Linked DNA regions of Ctenopharyngodon idella: region 1 is linked to region 2. A link is a contact called in public Hi-C data. All regions are on one chromosome and are shown on one strand. Each heading gives the region's core, a stretch centred on a gene start, on an enhancer-like site or on the middle of the called end of the contact. The rest is flanking DNA. Distances are from core to core; before and after follow the strand shown. Region 1 holds the start of LOC127497730 (transmembrane protein 74). Region 2 holds the start of rspo2 (R-spondin 2).

What was found. A called contact is a pair of places that touch in the nucleus more often than the background predicts.
Region 1: a Hi-C map of muscle shows a contact between it and region 2, with 5 times the contacts expected there. The contact joins the promoter of LOC127497730 here to the promoter of rspo2 in region 2. A contact is called at or near these places in 2 of 2 Hi-C or Micro-C datasets (both in muscle).

What each region holds. Positions count from the first base shown.
Region 1 is chr16:19,074,930-19,078,754 of HZGC01, forward strand. It overlaps LOC127497730 (transmembrane protein 74), which reads right to left and starts at 2,186. Exons shown (of 2, transcript XM_051866421.1): 1 at 2,088-2,186; 2 at 1-727. The coding sequence starts at 668. LOC127497731 (a long non-coding RNA gene) reads left to right here and starts at 2,287. Exons shown (of 2, transcript XR_007925639.1): 1 at 2,287-2,714; 2 at 2,908-3,825.
Region 2 is chr16:18,919,963-18,923,761 of HZGC01, forward strand. rspo2 (R-spondin 2) reads right to left here and starts at 1,881. Exons shown (of 5, transcript XM_051865499.1): 1 at 963-1,881. The coding sequence starts at 1,065.

The DNA of each region.
Region 1 (3,825 bases), core at 936-3,435, 160 kb after region 2:
GTGGACAGCACCACTCCGCCTAAGGTGAGAAGGCAAAGGCCTGCGATAACGCACCTGTCCAGGTGTGCACCTATTCTGGCACTCTCGTTTTCGAGTCTTTCCATTTCGCGTGCGGTGACATTGTCTGGGTTCACTGTGACGTCACGAGGGACCGTGTACGATATGATCACCAGCGAGATCCCGGTGATGAGGAATGTAACTGCGCTGATGAACCCATAATCCACGGATTTCCCAGAACTCTCCGAGCTGAGATCGATGTCAGACATCAGCGACAACTCCTGGAGGCCCTCGGGACGTATTTCGCTCGAGGAGTCGTGGAGCGAAGTTGCATGGCGAGCGCTTTTCTCGCTCGTGTCCGGGGTGGCCAACCGGAGATTGACGTTTTCATCAATGTAAGTGAACGAGGTCTCCAGCTCCTCGTCACAACACACCCTGACCTTCTCTGAGGGATGATGGCGGTGCTGGCCATGTTGTCCTCTGAGGGGAGCCGTCCTTGGTGCTGAATTACACTGTCCCTCACAGGCAGGCACCTTCAGAGTGGGAGAAGCTTCTTCCACCGAACTGTTTAGCCTGTGAACATGAAGAGGACTAGAAGACCAATCCAGTACCCCAGGGGGATCGGGTCTTGCCCCTCTATTATCTATGTAGAGTAACTCCACTGAGGCCATCAGATCCACTCCCACGGATCACCTTGATTTCCTGCAGCATCAAGCCATGCTCACTATACCTATAAACACAAATTACAATAATTCAGATGAGAAATCAACTCACAGAATCTACATTGTAGTTAGAGATCGACCAGTTGTTGTTGTTTTTTTAACAGTTATTTGTACATTTAAATGGCTGATAGCCAATATGAATAACATTTTTGTTGTTGTTGTTGTTGTACAGTACGTCTACTTTTGAAACAATGATAACTAAATAGCATACTGCAATAAAAAAACATAGCCTATTCATTATGAATATTCCAATATTAATAATTTAATATATTGCACATTTTACCTTTGCTGCATGCTATTAGCCTACGATTAAAATTCTTATTTGCTCTTGACAAACTATATAACTATCATTAAATACTATGTGACAAGCATTTCTGTAAAAGACCTCACTTAAACATTTTTCATTGAAATTTACAATGCTCTGAAATGTTTCTGAATTGGTGCATATTTGAGCCAAACCTGTTTGAGCACACTACACCATTTTGACCATATGTTTACTTTATACAAAGTGTTACTGCATTTTGCCTTTGCTGGTCATGCAGTCTAGCGTACTACAGCACGTGTCCCTGATTTCAAGCACAACCGTGACTCATGCATACTATTTACTGCTTTAACCCATTATGTACACTACAATGGGTTAGCAACGGTTAATGACTGTATTTGAACGAAATACTTCGCCTCTGTAATGAAAGACGATTAAAGTTACTGATTAGTCCTACTGCTTCAATATCCAATTAGCAAAGCAATCCGTATAAAACCAAGATAAGCTATAAGTCCCTTTTAAACGCACGGCTCAACGGCCGATGGGGATATAGGCACTTCACTGTAGAGATCGATATAATCATGATACATTTGTTTTATGGGCGATGTCATGTAAATGTAGTCTAAATATTTGAATAACCAATATTCATATTATTTTAATTTATTTCATTACATTTATGCAAAGTTTTTTTGAAATCCATCTAAATTAATTTTCATCTTTAGAATTAATATTAAGGAACAATAACCAGTAAACTTGAAAAGCGCGAATATATCAGTATAAAAAGGTGTCAAACGATTATTGGTCTATATATGCTACACGAAAAAAAAGACAATAAAGTCATCCAACAATTCACAATATCTGCAATAACTAACACATTACACTGTTTACGCAATAAACACTGATTTAAAACGGGTATATGACAGACACATATAGGCTATACAGTAGTTTTGGCACGTGTCCATAAGGCTGCATCGTTACACTCATCAATAGGTCATAGAATATCCCCTAGAAAAAGCGACACAAACAGGACACATTTCGCATCTCGCTATATTTAGACGCTAAATACACATTGTTTCTTTGGTATAATCAATCGTTTTTGTTAATACCTTCTCGTCTGATGAACATTTTGGCCTCCCGGCTGCTGCTCTCCGCCGTTCTCCCTCCCACGCTCCGTTTTAAAGATGAACTGAGCTCTTAATAGCAAAATTACTAATTCTACTATGGCAAAGGCCTTTTCATGAATATTCATTAGGTAGTGATGACGTTTCCCGGTAACCTTCCTATGGGGAAGTGTTTGAGAATGAATATAAAATAGATTGTGCTGACGTACCTTAGTTACCGTCCTATAGCGAATGTTTGGCTATTGAATATCAATTAGGTGTTGCTGACGTTGCTTGCTAACGTTCCAATGGCTAAGCAGCCGGTTATGAATATTAACAGCCAAGTCTTCGCCATAGTAATATTCGTAAATTTTCTTCCGGCAGCTACGCCTCGCAGATTTACATCACTATTGCGTTGTCAAGTAAATCATAAGAGGTTTATAATGGTATTGGAACCATGTGAATTTAGGTTCTCGGAAGCGAAAAGTAATTATCACCACCATAAAACTGGAAACTAACGTTACAGCATGGAGACATTTCCTACTACGACCAGTAAGGAGCAGCGGCTGTGCTAAACCACACCTATTCTACACCATCTGCTCTGTGGTCCTTTGAAAGCTTGAAAGATTACTGGTCAGTTTGAGCAAGGTCTATGTAATCTAATTTTAATCTACATAATCTACCACAACCAGCTCATATTCTTCAAAATGACCCTGTAAACACATGAACAATACCTTTATATGATTTTTACACATGGACATGTTGAGATTTATTTCAAACATTTTCAAGGTGTAGTCGGAAATAACAATCAATTTTATTCCAACAGATGCGTGCTACTGTGTTTACCAATACAAAGGATGACTTCGGCTCAAAGCCAGGCAAGTTCCCATTTAACAGATGAGTCTGCAGAGAAGTGGGGCTTACTCAGCCAGAGATTAATGTCCCAGGCTGGTGGAGGCTCAGCTCAGGGAGTACGAGGTGCACAGTCATGAATTCCCATCTGTCACTGCTGGCTTTATAAACATAGGTGGAGTAGCTGTATACTGCAGTCAATTTGGACTATTTTCAACAGGACGGAAGTCTCAGAAGGGTGCACAGCTTATTTTGTGCTTCGCACCCCTCAGAGATTTCCATACCGTCAACTGCCAGCTGAGCCAATTCTGCATGCTTTGCCAAGGACAAAATTGAGTTTCAGAGCCTTGGGTACCAACCAAGTCACCTTGGAATGTACAGAAGCATGCTGTGGCTCGTCAGTCTATTCTCATGTTGTTTGGACCAGGTGATTACACAGGCATAGAGTGACACGTAGTCGCTAAACAACATCACACAGCAGCAAGAAACTTGCAGTCACATACCTTTGATCTTGCATCTCTATTAAATAAAGGCAAAATGAAAGGTTAAAAGCCCTAAATAAAACTTAATAAATTAACATTTATAAACTGCAAAATCAGAGTGGAACAAACTAGTATAAATTTTGGTTTTGATTTGATTTCTGCAAGACAGTCAGTTTCTCAGAAGCAAGAATGTGAAATCAGGTGGTGAGGCTTGACTGGCAGTCTCTGCCACTAAGGTTAGTATCTTCCCTTCAGCCTCAAGAAGAAATGTGAAGAATCTCGGGACTAACAATATATTGTATTACAGACATATAGTAGATATAAGAATGAAACTATCACATTAAACATGAGTTCTCAATGTACTACTGAAATTGATTTCTGGACATCATAATGTTATTTTTTTCTACAAT
Region 2 (3,799 bases), core at 631-3,130:
TATTTAGCGCACTCTGTCAAACTTTTTAGCTTACAGATCTATTGATTTTTTAAACCGGCTCTCTCAGTTGTTCGTGTCATGTTGTCTACTAACGTAAAAAAGCGTTTATACAGCTCTTTAACAGAGTTTTGCGTTGGATAATGGGCGCGTAATTTATACCAAATTAAATGCGTAATTAGTTAGACAGGATGCTGATGAAAGAAAAAAAGACGGGTTTTTTTTTTCACGTTTGGACCTTTAAAACGTCATCTTTACGCATCATTTGGAGACACCGTAAAGAACTTAGATTCTCTGACAGGATGCTGAACACAATCTTGAAGGTACAACAACCCTTTTCTTTTTAAATTCAGACAGTAAACGTTTTAAAACACCTTAAGGTATAGGGGAAAATTGCATTCTTGGATTCACTTCAGTAAGCCGAAAAATAAATACAACAAAATAAATAGGCTACAAGGACGAGTAACAGGTTATTTATTCAATTTTATGTTAAAAGTGTCTCATTTTTAACATTTTGGCAACATACGTGTGACTAAAACTACGGTTCCCTGAGGTACCTTAGTATGTAAGCTATTAATCGAAATGTTGTACGTTTAAACGTGAAATGAAATGATCCATGAACATCACTTGAGAAAGACAGCGAACCTCATTCTACAAAAATCACCATGGTGACGATATTTTTCGCCAAAATAATAGTTAAAACTAGTTATTTTTACTGTTGTAAAACTATGGCAACTCGCCACCGCTTCCATCAAAAATCGAAATAAAATGACAAAAAGATTCTGAAAGCGTACTACGGTTACCATGGTAATTTTTTTGTGATGAGAAGTAGCGTAACATCAGGTGGGACTGTCCCTGTCATACGCTTACCGAAAGTCTGTCCATGTAGAATCGTCAGCTAAATGGCTAATTTGTTAATTAATATGCTAAAGCATCTATCAAAGCCACATGCACAGTTCACTCACCTCTTTTGTTTCTTCTCCAGCGGTGAGACTGCTGCGTCTGACAGTGGCTGTAGTCCACACAGTTCAACACGATCAGCGCAAATGAGAACAGGCGAAACTGCATCTGGGCGGCTGTATGATTGTCCCGACTCACGGTAGAAAGCGTCAAAGGTACTCGCCGCGAGCCTTCAAGGTCCGTATAAGAGGTTTCAATATGTATATTTTTCCACAGAGGAGCAGGGAGTTGAGGAGTCCGGACTCGGTTGTGTCACACATTAGAGGGGTAGAGAAAACACCATTTCTCACCACCGGTTAATGTCATTTTAAAGAGCGAAACGTGCTTTTTTTTAACAATAAAAAGTGTCTCGTTAATGTCTGTGGAGAAAGAAAAGCTTTTAACTTGAGCTTCTTTGAGTAACAATTACACCTTGATGGATCAATGTGTTTGCGAGTGAACTATTTCATTCAAAAGAACTTAAGGAATTAGCGAATCTCCAAAAGCGCACGAGACGCGGGATGCCTTCAAAAGTAGATGCACAGAGCGAAAGAAATATACCTGCGCGAGTCCAGTCCAAAAAAAAAGAAGAGAAACTTAGCCTATACATCAAGTTCCTTCCGACTGCCAAAGTGGACTTGGAACATCCAGCATCCCTCTCGCAGGAAAAGTTTAGTCCTTTCGTCCCCTAGACAGAGTGAGAAAACACATGGATGCAATAGTCTGCAAAAGCTCTAGAATAAACCCTTGAGGTGCATGAGGATGTGTGTGTAACTGTGGCATATGCTGCAGTGCTCGGCTGGTGATGGAGTATCACTCTACTGGTGCTGATGCTATATAGGCGCTGCTGTCACGTGGAGACTCCAAGATCTTGTGGGGCTTTTCGGAGCACTTTCAGAAGCCCCTCGGCCAGAGAGGGCTGTTTCCCCCCTCCTTATTTAAGTTTTAGAAGATGACAAATGGAATTTCTCCTACTGTATCTATACAACACAGATTAGCTTCCCCAGGGTCCTAGTGCATTGGTTTGAATTAGAAGTAGTGTGCATTTTATCATCTATTCACTTGTTTTTTCCTCCACTAATTCATAAATCTGACACATTTATATAAAACCCAGTAACATCGCAGAAAATACAGCTTATAATACTGCATATACACTACCTGAACTGCAATCTTCATTCTACTGTTTCATCCTGTTGGGAAAACAAAACAGACAAACAAATATTAAAATAGCCTACGATGGTTTTGCTGGTCTTTACTAGTCTCCGTGAGCACTTTTCAGATGGGAAGACTAGCTTGGCGACCCAATAAACCAGATGAACTCTTGCTTGGCCAGATGGAGAGACCAGTTTAAACCTGTTAAGACCAGCAAACCTACTTGTAATGGTTTAATTTTTTTTTTTTTTTTTTCAGCAGGGATGAAACCACAAAACTAAAAATATACATTATTACAAGGAAAAATATGCGTACTCATATGATCCCAGGTATAATGATGTAAATGTCTCAGTTTTAATGTAAACACTCAAAATTTAAAGACTGCAATTTCTTTTTATATATTAGGATTAAAATAACTTAATCTCTCTATTCAGGTCGATTAGAACAGCTTTCATTTAAGATATTAACATTAGTTTAAACAAGTTTTTAAACCATTTAAAGTACAAAAAGAATGAGTGCTGAGGCAATTTTCCTTTAGAAGCTTCTTTGCCAAAATGGACATTAATTGCTTTGAAATGCAAGAAATGTTTTACCCAGCCTGACCACTAGGTGTGGCACTTAATCTTTTATTTATATATCAATTTTTTTCCATGTTCTTTGACTACATCTTAAAGCATCTTTTCCCCTTCAGTCAGTTTGGCTCAAATTAGCTAGAAATCTTCCAGGTTAGGTTAAGGTGTGAAGCACGTGATTCAGGTACCAATACACTTATAACAAACAGGTGTTATTCAAGGCAGCACTTTGTGTATTTCACAGAAAAGTCCATCCGTCCTTAAAAACAGTCCACACAGACCCTCCGTTACCCTCCTCAGAAAAAAAAAAAAAAAACCTTGTCATTTCTAAGTGATGACGCTCTCTTCTTCAGAGCCCTTTGATGTTCAGATCAAAGTGAAATTCTGCCAAAGTCAATGTTAATTATATGACAGCTATTTGTCTCTATCAGTACAACACAATAGAGTTTCATTTCTCATTAAAAAAAATCTTATTGAAGATAAGTATTTATTCATCTGCCTTCATTACTAGAGTTGTATCAGGTTGCTTTTAGAGTATCTGAAGACTTTCCATCTCGGTTTACTATACCCTTTTACTGGATAGACATTTAAGTGCATACTATACATAAAACCTAAATATAAACCTGAAGCACCTGAAGTGATTCCCTGTCAATATAAAGCTTCTGCATTAGGACAGACTCTGTAATGATCTCTCATATTACAGAAAAAAGCTACTCTATATATAGGCCTGCCCTTGCAAAAACGCATTTGCAAGTTGGAAAACAAGACTCAAGAAATAATCCCGACAAAAATTTATTAGGGAACATGCGTTGTATATTTTAATTATGTGGCCTGTTTTTGAACAAATGCCTTAACCTTTTCACGTAGGGAAAAAGGAATGAACAATGCGAAAAAGGGAAAGATTATGTAGCCCTCTTAACCAAAACCTACGTTGACCTTTTCATTTGGGTGTTTGTTTATTTATTTTAAGTGAAGTGACAGACGTTGTGGTGGACAACCTTCTCAGCCGCACGTCTGCTGTTGGTCTGGATGTCTTACTAAAACAACATCTGAGACAGCACTCCTAAGGTGAATGTGATAATTAAGGGCTAGGAGGGTTTTATTTTCGTAATGTGTCATGGCACAGGACCGGTAAACCA